3 separate regions of the Hordeum vulgare genome follow, and all the other regions are linked to region 2. Evidence: chromatin contacts called from public Hi-C data. All regions are on one chromosome and are shown on one strand. The core of a region is the stretch at or near the end of the contact, and the rest is flanking DNA. Distances in the headings are between cores, read along the strand shown.

What was found. A called contact is a pair of places that touch in the nucleus more often than the background predicts.
Region 1: a contact with region 2 is called in a Hi-C map of leaf, with 4 times the contacts expected there. The contact joins the promoter of LOC123426515 here to the promoter of LOC123426532 in region 2. A contact is called at or near these places in 3 of 6 Hi-C or Micro-C datasets (leaf and seedling) and 1 of 1 datasets of contacts at active chromatin or transcription factors (embryo).
Region 3: a Hi-C map of leaf shows a contact between it and region 2, with 3 times the contacts expected there. The contact joins the promoter of LOC123426547 here to the promoter of LOC123426532 in region 2. A contact is called at or near these places in 3 of 6 Hi-C or Micro-C datasets (leaf and seedling) and 1 of 1 datasets of contacts at active chromatin or transcription factors (embryo).

The regions. Positions count from the first base shown.
Region 1 is chr1H:109,850,518-109,854,390 of MorexV3_pseudomolecules_assembly, forward strand. LOC123426515 (protein NETWORKED 4B-like) reads right to left here and starts at 2,480. Exons shown (of 3, transcript XM_045110367.1): 1 at 2,408-2,480; 2 at 449-591; 3 at 1-245. The coding sequence starts at 551.
Region 2 is chr1H:110,178,916-110,182,880 of MorexV3_pseudomolecules_assembly, forward strand. It overlaps LOC123426532 (thioredoxin H4-2), which reads right to left and starts at 2,225. Exons shown (of 5, transcript XM_045110374.1): 1 at 1,745-2,225; 2 at 1,225-1,301; 3 at 1,020-1,133; 4 at 220-342. The coding sequence starts at 1,245.
Region 3 is chr1H:110,680,598-110,684,065 of MorexV3_pseudomolecules_assembly, forward strand. LOC123426547 (60S ribosomal protein L10-2) reads left to right here and starts at 1,857. Exons shown (of 4, transcript XM_045110399.1): 1 at 1,857-1,995; 2 at 3,057-3,468. The coding sequence starts at 1,986.

The DNA of each region.
Region 1 (3,873 bases), core at 1,230-3,729, 330 kb before region 2:
TGTCTCAGAATCTGATTCAGGGGCACCAAAAGAGCCATGTGGTTGCAGTGATGATGGGATATTTTTCCGCAGTTCTCCAGTTACATTGTCATACCGCTCAGCAAGGGTGCGATACATGCGATAGACATTTTTTATGTGGGCAACAAGCACATGTCGATCTTGGTAATACACCTCAGCCCTTTCTGTAGAGGATTCACCTTCCTCTTCAACAAGTCCCAGAATCTCTTTCACTTGCATCTCCATCTCTGCTCAGTTAGAAGAAAGGTTATATTCAGAAACAACATGGCATAGCTTGTTAGACTAGAAAAGACTGAAATCATACATGAATGAAGTCCTGCACATCCCTATTGTCTAGCAAACAACAAGTTATCCAAATTTAGATCAAACAAAGTATCTAATTCCAGTATGTAAGACAAGAGGAGAACGTCTGAAAAACATTATTCATTACCTTGTAAGTTCTCTGAGAGCCACTTGGAGTTTTCTGGACTAATGTGGCCATCCCACCACCATGAACGGGATTTTTTTAATTGCGACCCTTGAGTTCCTTTCATCTTCACCAGAATATAAGAAAATCCTCCCTGTTATGCAGGCCTGATAATATTCAAATGGATATACAAGTGAGAAGGGAGAACAAAGATACACACAACAGAGGTGAAGCACTTAAATACCTCAAACATAAATCTATATGAAAGTTTACTACAGAAACCACAAACTAACTGTCTCAGAATTCATAGCAATGTAACACAGGTTCAAAGGGGAAATTAAACAAAATGCAGACACATAAAGTTGCTGGCAAAACAAGCTCAGGCCTGTAGTTGAAGGCCTATTGAGTGACTTGCCTGTGCAACGGAAAGATTAGCTAGGGGATATGCAATGATCTGGTCAACAGAGCAAGTCTTTCACACACTACATAAGAAGATCAAGGAAATAACAATCCTTCTCAAATGAGCAAAACTCGTATCCTAGTTATGAGTGTATATATGGCAGGAAGAGTAGATAAATAGGATGCGAAACCCCAGGGGACCAGAGATGCGGGAAGCCCATGACTGACAATGATTAGCCATCTAAAGAACAGTGACAGGGAGTGAAAGACAGTGACATTTCTTTTTCTGGAAAGGGAAAACGTCCGGCCTTCAATAAGCAATTCAAAAAATGAATGAATACAGGCATGCATGCTATCACAAGGAAACATTAGCAACAATCCATAAAGCCAGCTTCCTTAAGACCACCGTGATAAATATAGCATGTAAATTGGGCGAATATTTAAGAAACAGAGTGACAGTGACGTTGATCAGATCTCGTAGCTACCAATTATCCGAGAAGAGAACCCCATTGAGAGAATAAAACGGCTGGCATTTGGGTGTCAAATGTCCAACTGCAAAGGACACAGCAGCTACAGCTATGTGTGCCTGCCTGATAGGCAGGTCGGGCAACTTGATTCAGTGAACTGGGAACAATCTCAGGCAGACAAGAAGAATGGACAGCAAACACTGAACCCCACGTTGATCTGAAACTTTGGGATTCAGGCAAGAGGCCGCATACGTGCAACCAAAAACGCTCCTGTCGACATTATTATTCAGGTAACAGGCCATCAGGAACACTGCTCATTGAGTTCGATATTATTGAAGAAGATCCGGGATCCACGAAGCATGGCGGGGGCACACCTAGATACTACGAGTAGATAATAGACACGTGAGAGCGATATGACATGCAGAAGATTATCACCATGCGAACATTCCCATTGAGAACACGAGGGCTAAACTGTGTGTTGAAGATTTACAGCAGATGTAACGCGAAACAAGTGGGCTAACTTGCGTTCTCTCTACTGATAACCGAAAGCACGAGTAAATTCGACACAATTTAGTCCGCGTCGGATCTAGGAGTAAAAGTAAGCTGAAGGCATGGCATAACGCGACCAACAGCATCGCAGCGGAGCCGGTCAAAAGAAGCAGCATGGGGTCAGTTGCGACTCGAGCTCTTCACAGAAGAGAGCAGAGCAGGCGCAAGCAGGGCTGTACGGATCGATCTCCCGCTGGCGGAAAAGGAAGACGAAGAGGAAACGAAATTCCCGCGGCGGCCACAGGCCTACAACCTCCGGCGACGGGAACGAGGAAGCGCCCAGCCCCCTCCTAACCGCCGCCCCGCTCACCGCGACGAGCGCAGACAGCATCGTCATCACACGTACGGGAAAGCAGGAGACAACGCAAGACAAGGGATTCGGGCAAGCCGCGCGGATTTACCGAGGTTCACCGGAGATCCGTCCGACCACCACCTCGAGCAGCAGCGGCAGCCAGACCTTGGCACGGCAGGAATGGAGATGGAGGCGGGGGGAGGTTACGGGAACTCGGGGAGCGCTAAAGCCCAAGGAGGCGTCGGGGCGTGGGAGGTTTTTAGCGGCGAGTTTTACCGTGGTGCCCCTGGGCGTGGGCGGACGGGGAGGGTTTTCGGCCGAGTTCCGAGCGTTGGTGAGCTGGACGCCACGGGAGAGGAGAGGAGAGGGGTAACTGCCAGCTACACTAACGTTGGTGAGTAAATTAGTATAGTCGGTTTCGAATGATGGTGGCGCCTCCCGCTCGCTGGCTCTGGGGACCACATGGGCATGGCCCGGCCGGCCGTGGAGATGGAGGCTGTCCCCGGAGAAAGTGGTAGGACCCGCTGCTGCCTGCCGGTGTGGGAAAGGGAAAGCCTCGGATCGCGGCTGCCGCTGCCGCCGGCGGCGGCGGCAGCATTGGATCCCTCGTTTGTGTTTGGGTGCCGTGGTTGAGCCGTGTTTTAGGCTACGCTCGTTTGTGTTTAGGGATGGTAATGGATACCCGTTACCCGCGTATCCGGCGGATAAAAACCCTATTAAGACAAGGATATGAGTAAAAAAAATTATCCATAGATACGTAAATAGAAAATTTTAAAATCCATCGGACATAGCGGGTACGGGTATGGTTTAGTATAACCCGTACCCGTGTACCCATGTACCCGTGTATAATTTGACAAGTAAGGCATAAATATCATTTCTCCAAATATTAATTATATTATATGTACATTATTCGGCAACTAGCCCACGTCACAAATCCTCCCGTACGTGAATATGTGATACGTATCTAGGTGATTGATCTCCAGAATTGCCTCGTTCCTTATATGGATATATGGATTAACGTGATTGACGTAGAATTACCTTGCATGCCGCAGGCCCGCAGTATATGGATCAACGTGATTGATGTCTAGCTAGGCCTACGTGTAGCCCACGTCTAGCAGTCAACGTGATCTCATCTTATTGGCTTGGCTCGTTGCCATTCGCCACCGCCAGCGCCTCCAGCCGCTTGCTGCCTCGTGCCAGCACCATGGAGCCAGGGGATGATGATCATAGCTCGCGCGTGGAAGGGAACCGCGAGGAGGAGCTGCAGTTCGGCGACCACCACAGCCAGGAGCACGCCATGACTACCCCAAGCCCAGTCCCAACCCTATCGTCAGATGGTGCGTTCTGCCTCCGCGCGCCAGAAAAGAGCCAAGTCCCCGACCGACGTCAAGGTCTTCCACCTCGTGCTCCAGGGTCCAAGGTGCAGCACCGTCGACGCACTATGTCCGAGACGTCCGTGAAGAAGGGACGCCCTAGCCTGCTTAGCAACGGCCGATATGATGCTGCCAATCGCAAGAACAAGAGCAAGGCTATTTGTGCTAGGTGAGTATCGCTTTTGTGTATGATTTTATGATTACGAGCACTGATTTTATAGTTTAGATATCTAGATGATGTGATGCATTCGTGTATATAGCAGCGTTCAGCTTCAGAAATACTGAAACATAGCAGCGTTCAGCGTTCAGCTATGGCGACGAGCACTATGTTCGTTTAGCTTCAGAAATACTGAAATATAGCAGCGTTTT
Region 2 (3,965 bases), core at 975-3,474:
TGTTTGCATATTTCTTCGAAACAGGAAATGGCAAGATGAGAAGCTACAGTACTGCATACTTTGAAGTTTGGCTGAAATGTTGTGACTTAACAAAGCGGCCATAAATATTCAGGGTTTTCATGGTAATGGTTATAGAAACCGAGTTAGATGTCCAACTGGACTTTTTAGAGTCATGTTATCCTGTAGTGAGTAATTCAAACAAATGGAAGACGGAATTACCATTAGGTCATCAACATCAATTGTCAAGAACATGAGTTGAGGATAAGTCTTGGACATCTCAGCATAAACAGGTGCAATGACACGGCATGGCCCACACCACGAAGCACTGAAGTTTGCTACAACCTACAAAAGAAATCAAAGAGTACATCAGATGCAACTTCAGAAACTGCATCAAGAATTGTTAGTTGTTCAAATATCTTGCCGCTGGACTTCTCAGCCCAAAATAAAATGGTCAACGTAAACACTGGGCTTAAAGCGTATGGTTTTCATGTTCTATCATAAAAACTACAGCTACCCGTGTATATTCCGGGTTTTCACTGGGAGAACAGTTACAGGGAACCTCCCTCTGCTAAGGAAAACATCCCCTGAACAAAACTTCTTTTGTGGGAAAACAGTTTAGTTAACCTGTCCATGATTTCAAGTGCACAACTTAGAAAATAAGCGAGCTAATCACCATAGGCTTTCTACAGTAGTATAGTCTATGCTCCTAACAAGCTAAGCACCTTCACGTGCCCACTTTCTGCTTGAGCAGTTGGTTATACTATCTACTTAGGTGTCTCATAGTAATTTCTGCTTGATTTCTACATCCTCATCAATGCGTTTTCTTGCGGGAGTGGGCTTATTTTACAGGCTAACAAGGGGCATGGTGGAATTAGTGTGTGGAGACGGACTGCTTAGACCTATTTCCATTTCATATATGGTGTAAATTGATAGACATAAACACCAAGTACTTCATAACAAACAGTATAAGAAGCAAAGGATATCTGTAATCCATTTTAACAAATTGCTAGTTTGCTTACAATTTTCCCATCCTTGTTTGCTTCTTCAATCTTCTGGTCCCAGTCCTCTTTGGTTGTTATGACATGCACATTTCCACCTTTGAAATCAAGCTTTTCTTCCACAATGCCACGACCCTGACCAAAAGAGGACAGAAGGATTACATACAAATTACCTGGGAGTTCAAGAACATAACACAGATTCATTCGATAACAGGCATGAACTCACCTTGCCCACACAGCCCCCCATGCCGAACTGACAATAGCAGGAATCGCTGAATGAAAGGCCCCCTGATTCCTGAAGGCCTAAACAACAGTAAACCATGTCATGGTCTATCAGAAGGAAACTGTGTCTGTAATAACACTAGAAAAAATATGGAGACGTTGCGGGAACAGTAATTTCGGTAAGGTATTATATACTCCATGATGTAAAGTACTCCTAACAGATAACTTGTCGTCAGTTGGCCCGGGAAGGAGAGTATTTTTCTCCCCAACACATCCCAACTGGGTGCGAGGAACTAGAGCTACATCTCTTTGCAGTTTTAAGGAAGGAATTCTTCCATTATCATGAACCGGACAAGAACCTGAACCTGGTAAACTAAAAGCACACACAAAAATCCAGTTGTGTCCGCTCCCTCGCGGATCAAGAATCCACGAAGAAGAATCTTTCAGGCATACAATTCGCGGCCAGGAACCGCGTCGGACAAATCGAAGCCGACCGGATCAACGAGTAACCAAAGAGGATTTACCTGGGATCGGAAGCGGGGATTTTGGCGCCAAGGAACCCAGAAGCCGCGGGGCGAGGGGGGGTGGAGGCGAGGTCGGAGGAGACGGCGAAGATAAGCCTGGCGGATCTCCTGGCGGGCAATTAAGAGGTTCTTTAACTGGGTTTCGATTGATTGACGTAAAAGGGAGAGCTCCCCGGTGGTGTGGTGTGGGTCAGTGGGTCGGTTGGGTCGTCTGGTGGTCGCAGGTCGCACGCTCGCCGCCGCCGCCGCGCGGTTTGATTAATCGGAGGAAGAGGAGGGGAATGGCTTGCTTTTTTATTGCTGCTGGGCCTGGGGAGGATGAGGGGAAGGGACGTGGAATATTCTGCGGCCGTGCTATGCTGGGCTCGTGCTTCTGGAGGCGACGACGACGACGCCGACGCCGACGACCTGGATGGGATCGATCGGGCCGTCCGCTCCCGGCCGGCCGGCGTGAGCGAGAGAGCCCGTGCCGCGTCTCGCGTCGCACGCCACTTGGCTGGCGCGGCTCGTGCCGTGTGCGCCTACCGAAAGAAAATGCCTTTTCTGTTGGTGGAAAATGGTCGTATTTGCCTTGGTGGAGATCCGGCGACGTGGAGCTTCTGTGTTGCTCCGGACCGGACCGGACCTCCGGTGGACTACTTTTTTTTTTTTGAGACAACCTCCGGTAGACTACTGGCACGGAGACTACCCCGCCGCCGTCTGCCTTGTGGCTATACAAATTTCAAAATGTGTTTTTCTTTTTCTTTTTCTGCGAATATGCAAAGTCTGCGTATCATTTCATTGACAAGAAAAGTTAGAGTACAAGACGAGATACAATACAAGATACGGAAACAAGATGCATCAACATAATGTCCGGAGCAAAGAGATATACGATGCTCGACTCAAACAAGAGAAAAACACAGCTAAACTCGCCATCCTACGAAGTAAGCCAAGACTAACAACACCACGACCAACATCTTCACATCAAGACCCTGGGACGTCGCGAGCAACCAAGACACAACCTTCACGAAGGAGTACTACGTCGAGACGCCATCGTCGTTCGATCCGGAAAATCGGACCTAGGGTTTCCCATGATGCTTCAAGAGGGGCCAGATAACCGTTGTGATAGCGCCACCAAGAAGGGGACGACACCCGCGAGTGTCGCTGCTGCCATCATAGTATGCAGGGATTTTGTCCTGGACAGAGTTCGAGCAATACCAAGCCATCAAAGCATGAGTTAGCGAAGAGGAAGTCGTGCATAGGTCGGAGCCACGACCGCGGGAAGGGGATCCACGCGCGTCGAGAGGCAACATGCACTACTAGACGTGCAAGCAACAGAGCGGTGGAGGGACAAATGGGGCACATATGTGGGTGACTAGGAGGATGAGATGCGGTAGGGGATGTGACAGTGGCCGAAGGACAGAGCGAGCCGAGATATGGAGGGAACGCGGATGCGGGTCACTGGGACCGGGTTGGCAAGGACGTCCGTGAGCCCAAGGAGATGGAACGGGGCACAAATCCTCCAGTGCGCCGGATTCGAAGACACGCGTAGATGACCGACCAACTGACGACCCACATGTATAAGGGATCGCAATAGTCTTCGATGATAGTATTTCACCCAAATTTATTGATTCGATACAAGGGGAGAGAAAGAATATTTGTAAGCCTTAAAAGTTGAGTTGTCAATTCAACCATATGTGAGAATCTCTTCCTTGCATCAATTTATGAATAGCACAATGAATATGATAGCAATGATAGCAAAGTAACGGTGATAGTAACTTCACTAGTAGTAGAATTGTAACTCGCAGAGTAATAGTAAATGGAGCAAAGGAAATAGTATAAAAGTGTAGTCACAACCTAGAGCGACATACAGTAGTTTCAATTCATTAACTATATGTTGACATGTATTCCATGTATAGTATACGTGCTTGCAATAAGAATTTGCATGACATATTTTGTCCTAATGAAAACTAAGGGTAATTAAGGCGCTCCTTTTAATGCAGAACTGAAACAAAGCATTAACACATAGTGAATACATGAACTCCTCAAGCTAAAGTCATCCCCGCCGATATCCCAATTCTTTTCACCTTGGGGTCTAAGGTTTTATAGGGAACAAAGCATGGAAAACAAAATAATTCCTACGAAACACCCAAGATCTATTCTATGGAGAGGCTGGCAACGAGAGGGAGAGGTGTCTACATACCCTTATAGACCAAAAGTGTTAACGATATAGAGATCATGG
Region 3 (3,468 bases), core at 607-3,106, 500 kb after region 2:
GGTTGATGGAAACATTGGGGCCAAATTATTCCGGCCCATCCAGATGGGAATTTAAAGTAGAGCACCATGACGCGCTCATGCTAGAACGAAGTTGTGCCAACACATACCATACTAGACAGCAAACTCGATCTTTTTCATATCATGTTTTTATTCTATAAATTTTAAATAAAGTGAAAGTGGAGAAATCCAATTGGTTGCTCATGTAATGGTTTGATTCTTTATTGAGGAAAATCATTAATTTTTGTCATAATCTTGAAGTTATTTTGTTAGCAAGCAAAAACATTTAGTTACATTAAAAGGTCGCAAAATTTGATTGTACTATTGATAACCTATGTGCTATTTATTATTAATGATAGGAATTTATGTTAATAAACATGCGCTATTCATTTCTAGTAGCCTTTGCTTTGCTCCGTAACAAATCACAACAGTTGTTTCAGGCACTACTATCAATGTCAGTGACAACCATGAAGGAGGATAGAGGGTCACACAGAAGGGCGTCATGTTAAAAAAAGATGTGAATAGTGCATTCTTTTTTCGTTGCAATGTACGGGCATTTTTGCTAGTTTTTTTTATTAATAGTTATAGATAGAAAGATGATAGCATTTGATGGCCTATTTTTCGTCTTAAGGATGCGAGAGCATTCGAAGATTGAAAAAATGGAGAAGAATCGGAGCGCCACCAAGGACTCGAACCCTGGTCCGCGACGATAGAAGAACGCTGGTCACCCTTGCGCTAGCTTCCAGTTAGTGGTTAGAGGCGATCTGAGTAGGTTTTCTTTTTGTTCTTTTCTTTGTTTTTCGTTTTATGTTCTTTTATTTCTTTTTTCTTCTCCTTTTTTTTCATTTTCAAGTTTTTTCTTTTCTTTCTTTTTGTTTTTTCTACATTCTTTTATACAAGATCAACATTCTTTTCAAATACTCATTTAACATTTTCAAATACCTGTTTAATATTTTTATATACATGATCAACATTTTTTCAAATACTCGTTCAACATTTTTAAATACCCCTTCAATATTTTTATGCACATGATCAACATTTTGTCAAATACTAGTTCAACATTATTCAAATGCTAGTTGAATTTTTTTCTTCTCTGATTTGTTTTCATTCTACATTCTTATATACATGATCAACATTTTTTAAAATACTTGTTTAACATTTTTTAATTAGTTTTTTTATCATTTTTCAAATATTTATTGAACATTTTTATACGCATGATAAACATTTTTTCAAATACATGTTCAACATTATTCAAATACTTGTTCAACATTTTTATACACATGATCAACACTTTTCAAATACTTGTTCAACACCATTCAAATACTTGTTGAAACATTTTTTGAAATACTTGTTCAACATTTTTTAAATACCTGTCTAACATGTTTTTCAAATGATTGATTATCATTTTTATATACACAATCAATATTTTTAAAAATACTTTTTCAACATTTTCAAATACTTTTTCAACAGTTTTCAAATACTTGCTCTATATTTTTTCAAATAATTCAACATTTTTAAAATGTTTTAATAGAGTGTTTATTATAATATATACACTTACAATATTTTAAAGTATAAAAAAGTAAAAAAAGCAAAAAAGAAACAGAAAACGTAAAAAAAAACGAAAAAAGGTTATGGCCTTCCGTGCTTGTGGGCTAGCCCATATTGAGGGGTTCCTCCCCTCTCGCTGAAGGCGAGACATAGGGTGCCCAAAAAAGCCTTACCCAACCTTCTGATGCTAGCTGGGCTGGACTAATTTGTCCTCAGGCCCAACAGCTCCGGTCACGCATGACGCAAAACCCAACATGGACAGTCCAAGTCCAATAGCACCACCTCCACGCGGAAACCCCTGGAAAGCAACCCATTCCCAATCCGCACCTCTATATAAGCGGCCCCGTCGATCCGCACCAAACCCTAATCGCAGCTCCTCCGTCCCCTCCCGCCCCCGCCGCCGCCGCCGCAGCAGCCGCCTGCCTCGAGCCGCCGTCGCCATGGGGAGAAGTAAGCACGCGATTACCCTCTCTCTCTCGTCTTTCCGTATGTTGACCTGGTTTAGCGTTCGTCTGGTCGTAGCTATGGTTCGTGCAATCGTTTGAATCGGCGCTGTTGCGTGTGAATCTGGTCTAGATCCGTCGTAACCGCGCGGAACCTGTCACATGTGTTGCTCCCGATGTTAATCTAGTTTTTGTCTGGATGATTTGGGAAGACGAATTCATGCCCGTAGATGTTCTCTTGTGGTGATTCGAAATAATATTTGACTAGTACAAGCCGCGGGTTCATCCTCTGTTCCTTTCATTTAAAGATCTGTTTCTGTAATGGTGCCAGAAAAAAAATGCTCTAGGCTTCTTGAATGTTAGTAATTCCTCTGCTCTTTCATGTCTAGTTTGCTAGAGAATTAATATCTGTATGCTATTGCTTCTAAGTTATTCGTATCACTCATAACACTGCCCCTGTTGATACGTTTTTATGGTCAATGGTTTCCCGTAAATCTGAATTAGTAGTTTGTTCTGTCAGTTAGACCTTACACAATGTTTTGCATTCCCTGTTAAAACGTGCTTGGGTCACCAGCTGCTCATGCTGAATCATGGTGGTTAGTTATCTCTTGTTTGCATGTCAATGGTACCTTATCTTTAGTTGAAACTATTTGTACATGTTACTCGTATGTAGTTTGGAATTTGTGCAAATTGGTTTTATGGTCAATGGTTTCCTGTAAATCTGAATTAGTAGTTTATTCTGTCTAGTTAGACCTTACACAATGTTTTGCATTCCCTGTTAAAACGTGTTTGGGTCGCCAGCTGCTCATGCTGAATCATGGTGGTTAGTTATCTCTTGTTTGCATGTCAATTGTACCTTATCTTAAGTTGAAACTATCTGTACATGTTACTCGTATGTAGTTTGGTATGTGTGCAAATTAAGATGGTTTGTTCTCAGTAGCTGCAATGATGCAGTCTCTTAATGTGTTGCACTTTCTTTTCAATGTTCCTTGGATTGAGTTATTTTCTTTGTGATGTTTGCTGCATTTAGTTATTTTGTTCTTTTTATTGACAAAATTCTCTGTTCAGGACCTGCAAGGTGCTATCGGCAGATCAAGAACAAGCCATACCCCAAGTCAAGGTACTGCCGTGGTGTGCCTGACCCTAAGATCAGGATCTATGATGTTGGCATGAAGAAGAAGGGCGTGGATGAGTTCTCCCACTGTGTTCACCTTGTCTCATGGGAGAAGGAGAATGTGTCCAGTGAGGCACTTGAGGCTGCCCGTATTGCTTGCAACAAGTACATGACCAAGCATGCAGGAAAGGATGCCTTCCACCTCAGGGTCAGGGTTCACCCGTTCCATGTGCTCCGTATCAACAAGATGCTTTCGTGTGCTGGGGCTGATAGGCTCCAGACTGGTATGAGGGGTGCTTTCGGGAAGCCGCAGGGAGTCTGTGCCCGTGTTGCCATTGGCCAGGTCCTCCTTTCTGTGCGGTGCAA